Regions from separate parts of the Mus musculus genome. Here all the other regions are linked to region 1. A link is a contact called in public Hi-C and promoter capture Hi-C data. All regions are on one chromosome and are shown on one strand. The core of a region is the stretch at or near the end of the contact, and the rest is flanking DNA. Distances in the headings are between cores, read along the strand shown.

What was found. Promoter capture Hi-C pulls out the DNA fragments that hold promoters and counts their contacts. Hi-C and Micro-C count contacts between places; a contact is called where the count stands out from the background.
Region 2: a promoter capture Hi-C map of second pharyngeal arch cranial neural crest shows a contact between it and region 1. The contact joins the promoter of Barx2 here to the promoter of Tbx20 in region 1. A contact is called at or near these places in 3 of 39 promoter capture datasets (cranial neural crest, frontonasal cranial neural crest and second pharyngeal arch cranial neural crest).
Region 3: a contact with region 1 is called in a Hi-C map of embryonic stem cells, with 9 times the contacts expected there. The contact joins the promoter of Fli1 here to the promoter of Tbx20 in region 1. A contact is called at or near these places in 2 of 39 promoter capture datasets (cranial neural crest and embryonic stem cells), 5 of 484 Hi-C or Micro-C datasets (embryonic stem cells and epiblasts) and 1 of 115 datasets of contacts at active chromatin or transcription factors (embryonic stem cells).

The regions. Positions count from the first base shown.
Region 1 is chr9:24,772,991-24,775,690 of GRCm38.p6, reverse strand. Tbx20 (T-box 20) reads left to right here and starts at 1,388. Exons shown (of 8, transcript NM_194263.2): 1 at 1,388-1,972. The coding sequence starts at 1,846.
Region 2 is chr9:31,911,940-31,914,639 of GRCm38.p6, reverse strand. Barx2 (BarH-like homeobox 2) reads left to right here and starts at 1,355. Exons shown (of 4, transcript NM_013800.2): 1 at 1,355-1,735. The coding sequence starts at 1,549.
Region 3 is chr9:32,540,014-32,542,713 of GRCm38.p6, reverse strand. Fli1 (Friend leukemia integration 1) reads left to right here and starts at 1,262. Exons shown (of 9, transcript NM_008026.5): 1 at 1,262-1,523. The coding sequence starts at 1,506.

The sequences.
Region 1 (2,700 bases), core at 139-2,638:
CACTGCTCTGCCAACTTGTCACCTTCGATCTTTTCAAAGTAGTTGGTCCAGACAAGGAAAAAAAAAAAAAACCTTCTAGTATGAAAAGTCTGCAGTTTTACTAATTTCTAATTTCCCTCAACATTGACACATTACAACCCAAATGCTGAAACGAGCAAACATAGACAGGATGGCCAGGCCAGTCTAAATCAGAACTTCCTCAGATGCCAACATTCTGTTTACACGGGATGTTCTTCATAGTTATTCTGGCTCTCGATTTCGCCCATAACTATGTTTCGGGAGCTGTGAAGAGGATGCAATGGGAGACAGGGTATGTCTTTCTTTTTATGTTCTTCACCCCACCCCTCCCCTACCCCCTTAAGACCTACCAAGAGGTTCCTAATCGCCAGATCAACTGGCTGGAAAGGAGAGCAAATATTTACAAGTATAGCTTGAGTGTGTGTGTCCTCTAGAGTTTACATGGTTGAGAGTGAAGCGGATTACCCCGCGAATTTGGAGAATTCGAATTATTTAGACTGAGCAAGGCCAACAGGACTCCCTCCACAAGGCTGTGGGAAGTCCTTAGCCCAGTCTGCGTCTGCAAGGCAGATAGATGGTTCCGTGTGGGGGGGGGGCGGGGGAGGAGCCAGAAAGTCACTATGCATCGCATGGTCCCCTTAGAGCTCCAAGTCCTGACCCCCCCTCCTTGCTTCAGGCCACTTCCCTACTTTCAGAGTCTCCAGAATAGAAAACCCAGACTAGAAGGGAAACAAACCACCACACAGCAGAAAGCCAGGTTCGCCAAAAACAAAATCAACAAAAACAAACAAAAAATCAAAACAAAGTATCCTTCCTACAGGCACCCTGCAGCTCAGCATTCTTTCCCAGAGCCCTGCCTCTCCAGCTCTCTGTGAAAAGAGACATAACTTGGGGACTGTCAAGTAGGGGACCTAGCACTAGGCACTGTGCTGCGTCACCAGGTTAATGCCGCTCAGCGATGAGGAATTTGCTCTACTGGGCCCTTCTCAACTATTTGGGAGCTCCAGTAGGAAAGGTAGAAAATGCGGAACTCAGTAGGACTTCCTTTGGTGACATTCAGTCCAGAGCAACGCAAATGCCTGTTTCTGGGTAGCAGTGAAAGTGCCTCTCTAGACAGCGCATGCTTCCCTCCTGCGGGATCTGAGACTCTGGGCGGAGGCGGTCCGGCTAGCTCCGCCACCCTGTTCACTGTGCGTCTTCTCCGGCTCTCCACCGGGAGCGCAGAGGCAGGAGGGCGCAGTGCCCTAGGCGCTCTCTCCCTGCGCCGCTCGGCCCCGCCCCACTCCGCACAGTCTGGAAGCAGTGACGTGAGACCACGCTGACTGGCTGCTGCCCGCAGGGATGGCCACCGCCAGCAAATTAAGGCGCGAGGCAGCAGGCGCCTAGGCACAGTTTAGGTCGCGCCTTGCTGCGCTCTGCAGAGAGGAGATCCGACTCCCTGGTTTCCGCACCCTCTAGAGTCCCACGCCGATCGTCACCTCCTCGGACTTGGGCCACTCAGCGGACCCAAGGAGGGAAGGGAGGGAGAACTCGGCGTGGGTGCTGGGGACCCCGCGTTTTGCGCAGTGGGCTTACAGTTTTGAGTTCCCGGCTGGTCCCCACCCTGCTTTCCTGCTGGTTCGAAGTCTCTGCGGCTCCCCTGCTTTGCTCTAGTGGACTGGAGAGGCCATCAAAACCTGGGAACGGACGCTTCGGGGGGGTCCCCAGTTCCGCTTTGCTTGCTCTCTGGAACTTTGAGCTGCAGTTTCGGGTCTTTGTCTCCCTTTGGGGAAGCTGGACTGTGGTTTGTCAGTCCAGGTTCCTGAGCAGGACCGCACGCTGGGAACCATGGAGTTCACGGCGTCGCCCAAGCCCCAGCTCTCCTCTCGAGCCAATGCCTTCTCCATCGCCGCGCTTATGTCCAGCGGCGGCCCCAAGGAGAAGGAGGCAGCAGAGAACACCATCAAACCCCTGGGTAAGTCGGGGTACTAGGCAGTCAGTATGGGCCCTGCTAATCTGTTTCCCGGGTGCGGGCAGTTTGCTCCGCGGGAAGCAAAGGTGGCTTTTTCTACCGTCTGGATCTACTGCTAAGTCTCAGAGTATGGACCAGAATTCGGTCCTGGGAGAAAGACTTTTTTTTTTTCTTTTCCTCTCAAGTTTTCTTTGGAGGCTTCACCATCAATTAAAGGTAGTGAATTCTCACTACCGGCTTGTGTTTGTATTCGCTTTCCCCAGTTTCTTGGAATCTCGACATCACTTAGATAGTATGAATGCTGTACAAATTTGTTTGTTTGAATGAAAACAAATTCAAGGACAAGTAAGGGTTAAGATTCGGGATCCACGGTGGTATATAACACCCAAGCCTGCGCTTGGAATCAAAGACTCTGAGACTTCACAAGAAGCCAGTTTAATTTTTCTATCACAATTAACAGTCTTAATATGTCTGAAAAGGACTATAAAATAGGCCGGTTTTTCCACGCAAGAGCCGGCTTTTTTTTTTTTTTTTTTTTTTGGTCAGGAACCCCCATTTTATACTTGCGATTTTCAATTGAGACTGGCAAGGCCTCCCCAAATTCCTCGAAATTTAACACTGTCTCTATAAAAACTGTTTTCTTTACAGAGGAAACTAGGCACAGATTAAAGAGAGATGAGCGGTGAGGGTGTCTTGAGCACACGAGAGTTGTATAAAAGCAACTGCTCAGG
Region 2 (2,700 bases), core at 106-2,605, 7.1 Mb before region 1:
GTTTGTTCCTTAGCGAGTTTAACCACCGGCCCAGGTGCGCGTCCCGACTTGCTTCCGCGGCTAACCATGCTCGGAGCGCGTAGCCACGGGATCAGTCGCACCGTGCGAGCGTCAGGCAAACACCATCGGCTGTTTTGTCCCAAATTCTGTGTCCCCGCTGTCCGTTTCTTTTCCAGCTTGCGCACACCACTTCAGGGGCACAGTCTTGGGGGCTGGGAGTGCACCCGGAGGTCGTTTCCCACGGCCGGCCGGCCGGCTGGAAGAGTCACTGACAGCAGGAGCTGTCCTAGGCGCTTAGGTGCGGGCCGGACGCTCTAACGCAAGGATTGTGGTTAGGAACAAAGTTCGTACAGACATTGGTAGGAACAGATTCTGAGATTAGGACGCTAGGAAGAAAGAGGCAAACCATCCCCCAATACCAGAAGTGTGTTATACCCCGGAATGGAAAGCGGGATTGGGCACTAGGAAAAGCCAGAATTTGGGCTAACTTTGGAAGGGCCGCGGGCACGTCGCGATCCCGCTGTTTTGGCCCTTTCTGGCAAAAGAAAACCGTTGTATGAACAGAATTTAAACACACACTCACACACACCACATTACTACCCTAGTTTATAATTGGGATAACGGAGTGTGCTAAATTCATTTGTAGTTTGGGGTCGTAGTGAGGCAATCAAGTTTGCAACCTTGGAGCAAATGCCCCACCTCGGGAGCGCACGGCTGCAGCGCGGGCTTCGGAGCTGTGGGCTGGGTTGAGAGAGGACACTGTGGTTTAGGGAAATGGCCCAGCGGGGACAAGTGAGGCTCGGTGGTCGTCGGAAAGCGCGCGCTCTGGAGCCCGGAGCTTCGCGATTCTGGATGAAGATGCCACTGCTTTATGGCAAGAGGTGTGGACATAGCTGCCTATAGGGTTGCGGGGGCGGAGGGGCGGGAGCGGTGCCCCCTTTAGCAGGACTGGCGCTAAGGGAGGACAGAGGGGCGATGCGACTCGGAAAAGTGGCGGCTAGACTCCTGAGTCCCTGGAGAAGGAGGCGCGCGCCCGCAGTCCTGCGCGTGCACACACACACACGAGCGCGCGCACACACCCGTACACACACCTGGAGCTGGGGGAGGGGGAAAGGAGAACCGGAGCGAGTGTCTTAAAATAGAGCCGCCTGGGGAGCGCTCGACTCTCGGATCGGCGGGAGGCAGCGGGCAAGAGCGGTCGGACCCGGGGTGCGCAGGTCAGCACCCCAGCCGCACGGGCGCGCAGGGGCGGGGTAGCGGCCGACGCCCCTCGGCTCGCGCTCCGCACCTGGCCCTGCAGGAAGTGCGCGCTGATTGACAGCTGCGGTGTCCCAAAAAGGCTGTAGTCAAAGATGCTGCTCGGCGGGTGGGTGTAGACGCAGCAGGCGCGCCCGTGCCCTCTCTGCTTTGCGCGCCTCCCCGGGCCCCGCCGCCCCTCTGGCTGCCGAGGAGCGGGGCTCAGGCCCCAGCCAGCGAGCCACCTCCTGCGGTCCCGGACGGCCAGGCGCTCGCCGCGCTCAGGTCGCCAGGCTCTGGTCCCGGCTCACCATGCACTGCCACGCGGAACTGAGGCTGAGCTCACCCGGCCAGCTCAAAGCAGCCAGGCGGCGCTACAAGACTTTCATGATCGATGAGATCCTCTCCAAGGAGACCTGCGACTACTTTGAGAAACTTTCCCTCTACTCTGTGTGCCCGTCGCTGGTGGTGCGACCCAAGCCCCTGCACTCTTGTACCGGTAAGACAACCGCTGGGCGATATAGTGGGCTGCTGTACTTTTGCCCGTGTGCGGTCGCCTCTGCTTTCCAACCTGAGAGCCAGAGGGACCAAAGGATTCTTTTCCTGCGTCCTTGCAAGAACAGACTCGCCCGCCAGTGGTGGGCATTCAAAAGCGTTTGCAACCGGGCCTGGGCAGGTACTGCTCCCTGGATGGGAGATGAGTTAAGACCAAGTGGTCCTTGGAGTGAGACGCCAATGTAGCATAACTGTCCTGGCTTCTTGGAGAAAGCGTCCTTCTCCCTGGCACTACCGGGGGTTTTAGTGAGAAACTTCAAACACTTGAACAGATTCAGTGCCTAGGCGGTTTCACGCAGTGAGCTTGTCAGTTTCAACTTTAATTTGGTGGTCTCATCTTTCACCTAGAGTTAGATTGCCCAGCCTCTTTTGTAATTTTACAGGTAAATCGGTTTCATGGGCTTCAAAATAAACTTGTGACTACATCAAACTTTACTTAAAATGATTGCCCTCAGGAAAGTAGTTTTGGGCTGTGCTGAGTTTTGACACAAGCAGAAAGGATAAACCCCTTGTTTGTTTTAAGTGACTAAAACCAACACTAGTAACAGTTTTTTTAAAAAAAAAAAAACCCTCAAACCTGGTTTCCTCTGTCCACAAAAACTAGACCAATAGGAAGGAAACAGAGAATTTAGTAATTACATTGAAAAAGTAGATCTGTAGGAAATCAATCCAAAGACATTTAAAACAGGGTGTACATTTAGAGAAGCTCTGGGTTTCAAAGTTCCCTGGCAGATGGGGATCAGGCTACAAAAAAGTTAGGTGGAGCTAAAACAGTTGAAAATATTTTCAAGGAAGTTCTTGACTGTGCTTTCCACTGAGAGCAAACAAGTGCTTTGGGCCTTTGGTTCTGTGCTTGCTGTATGACTGCCATGAAACAAACTCACGAAATTATAATTGGAAAAATGGAAG
Region 3 (2,700 bases), core at 13-2,512, 7.8 Mb before region 1:
TCTGAAGAGCGTGGAAAAAGGTAACCTGTTTTCAAAGTCTGGGAGATGGGAGTCAGGCCGCCAGCGCCGATACCCCAGAGAAGCCTTAACAAGAGAGCTCCTGGGTCCAGCAGGGGAGGCGCGGGGGATAGCAGAAAGAACCGAGCCGGTAAAGCGGGCCACGCCGCTGGTTGGGAATGACAGTCCCTAGCTTGGACCCTTAGACTGCCCGTTCTCATCCAAGGTGGGGTCTCTGCTGAGCCGCGGCTCGCCGCGCTCCTGGGTCCTGCTGCGTAGTGTGGAGGGCAAGCTCGCCCTGGTGTCAGTTCCTTGGGGGCTGCGATGGTATTGAAGAACTTGGGCCGTCGGGTCCTGATAGGTGAGAGAATTTAACTCAAAAAGCCTAGGTTGTGGCTGGTCTACCTCCTTAGCGGGCTGTGGAGCCCGGAGTCGAGGCGCGCCAAAGCATGGGCATCTCTCTGCTAACAAAGCTTGAGGTATTGAGCCCTTGACAGGTCAGGTCCGCGGGACCCAGAATTCGCTTTGAGCCTATCCGGAGACCAGCGCTTAGATGCAAAAACTCTCTTCGGCTCCTCTCTTTCTTTCTTTCTTTCTTTCTTTCTTTCTTTCTTTCTTTCTTTCTTTCTTTCTTTCTTCCTTCCTTCCTTCCTTCCTTCCTTCCTTCCTTCCTTCCTTCCTTCCTTTTTAAAAATAGTAGGTTTGCCTTGATCTGCATCCGAATCTCCCCTGGCGGTCAGCATCGCCAGGTTATCCCCTGTTCTAACAAACTCTTCCGCCGTCTTCCTCCCATCCCCAAAAAAGTTTGACTCCGGCTGGAAAAAGCATTAATGAATGTATCTGTGGGAAGAAACGGAAAGTGAATGAGTCAGGAGGGCCACCTTCGGCCAAAGGCCCAAGGGAAAGGAAAGAGGCCAGAGGCGTTTGGCTTTGGATTTGGGGGGAAGGTGATGGGGGAGTTGCAGACTTCAGGAATCAGGGAGCGGATACTGGGCGTGGACCCCGTCATTGTTCCTGGCCAGCTCTTATCTCCCAGGAGCAAGTATCCTGTGTGCGCAGTGCATGAATGTAACTGGGCATCCCGCGTATATTTATATAGCGAGTGATGCGAAAAGCAGGGCGAGGAGAGGACGAGGGGGTGTGGGGGAGGGAAGACAAGAGAGAGCAGAGAGTGGAGAGGGCGAGATGAGAGAGAGAGAGAGAGAGAGAGAGAGAGAGAGAGAGAGAGAGAGAGAGAGAGAGATAGGACTTCCTCCCCGATCGCAAAGTGAAGTCACTTCCCAAAATTAGCTGAAAAAAAGTTTCATCCGGTTAACTGTCTCTTTTTCGATCCGCTACAACAACAAACGTGCACAGGGGAGCGAGGGCAGGGCGCTCGCAGGGGGCACTCAGAGAGGGCCCAGGGCGCCAAAGAGGCCGCGCCGGGCTAATCTGAAGGGGCTACGAGGTCAGGCTGTAACCGGGTCAATGTGTGGAATATTGGGGGGCTCGGCTGCAGACTTGGCCAAATGGACGGGACTATTAAGGTAAGCGGCTGGGCAGTGGGCGCGGGGAGAGGGCCGACCGGGGCGGCGGGAGGGCTGGGCGCCGGGGTCCCGGAAGACGTGGCCGCTCTCCCTTCCTTCCGCGCCCCGGCTTCGCGCGGTCTCCTCCGGGTGGCGAGTCCCCCATTCCGAGGAGGCCGGCCAGCCTTCCCGCCCAGGGCGATCTACCCCTCACTCCTTGCGCCACTGTGGAATCCCGCAGGCTCCCACTGTGCCGCCCGAAGGGGCTGCGAGACCCGGCAGCTGAAACCTGGGGACCCGGGGCGCGGAGCAGAGTCTCGGGCGGGAGATCGCCGGGTCGGTTCCCACCCGGCACCCAGACGACCTGGCCCCGGCGCCAGGCACTAGTCTGGCGGCCAGCTTCCTCACGCCAGAGGCCGAGATCTGCGCGGGCAGGAGCAGCGTTCGCCTCTGGCTGGGGTCCCCCGACCCTCCGAGCGAGTTGGAGGAGTAGTTGCGGGAGGGCAAGGGGTGCAAGGGAGGGTGTCTGAGGATCCGGCTGAGCCGGCGGGTCCAGATGGAAGACCCTGTTTACTTGTCAGCCAGACCGGTTTCTCTTCCCCCCTTCTCACTGCTGCTGCCCGGCAGTTGCGGACGCCGGCTGCCTGGAGCTAACGGGCCCGCCTCGCAGTTCCTCGGGTTAGGAATCTCCTTGCTCTCCGGCTCCTCAGTGCCTCAGATCCCGCACACTGTGCGTGCGCCTGCTTTAGAGCAAGGGATCCAGGAGCTGTCCTCTCAGTAAGAATTAAACTCCTTCAACAGCTGTCCCCCTGCGGTGGCTGGTTCAGAGTCTATGGCCTGGGGCTTGCCGATTGCACCCCCACCCCCACCCGCCACCCGCGCCGGCCCAGCTTGGGTCTAGGTTGCAAAGTGCAGACCAGCAGACCTGTGAGTCTGGGTTCCCTGTCACGCTTCAGAAAGGCCGAGTGCTCCCTCCGAAAGGGGGAAGTAGGGCCAGGAGCAGAGACGAGGGACACCCCCTAACGTGACTAGCCTAAGAGGACTTAGGAGAATGAATGAGAGCAGACGTTAGCTTCAAGGCTGCATATCAAGCAGGAATTGCTCTGGAAAAACTATCAGGCTGGTGAGGTGGGGACTGGCAGAGCCGCCATTCTCCAGAACCCAGAGGAATCCACTTCCCTCTCATGGCTTGATGAAG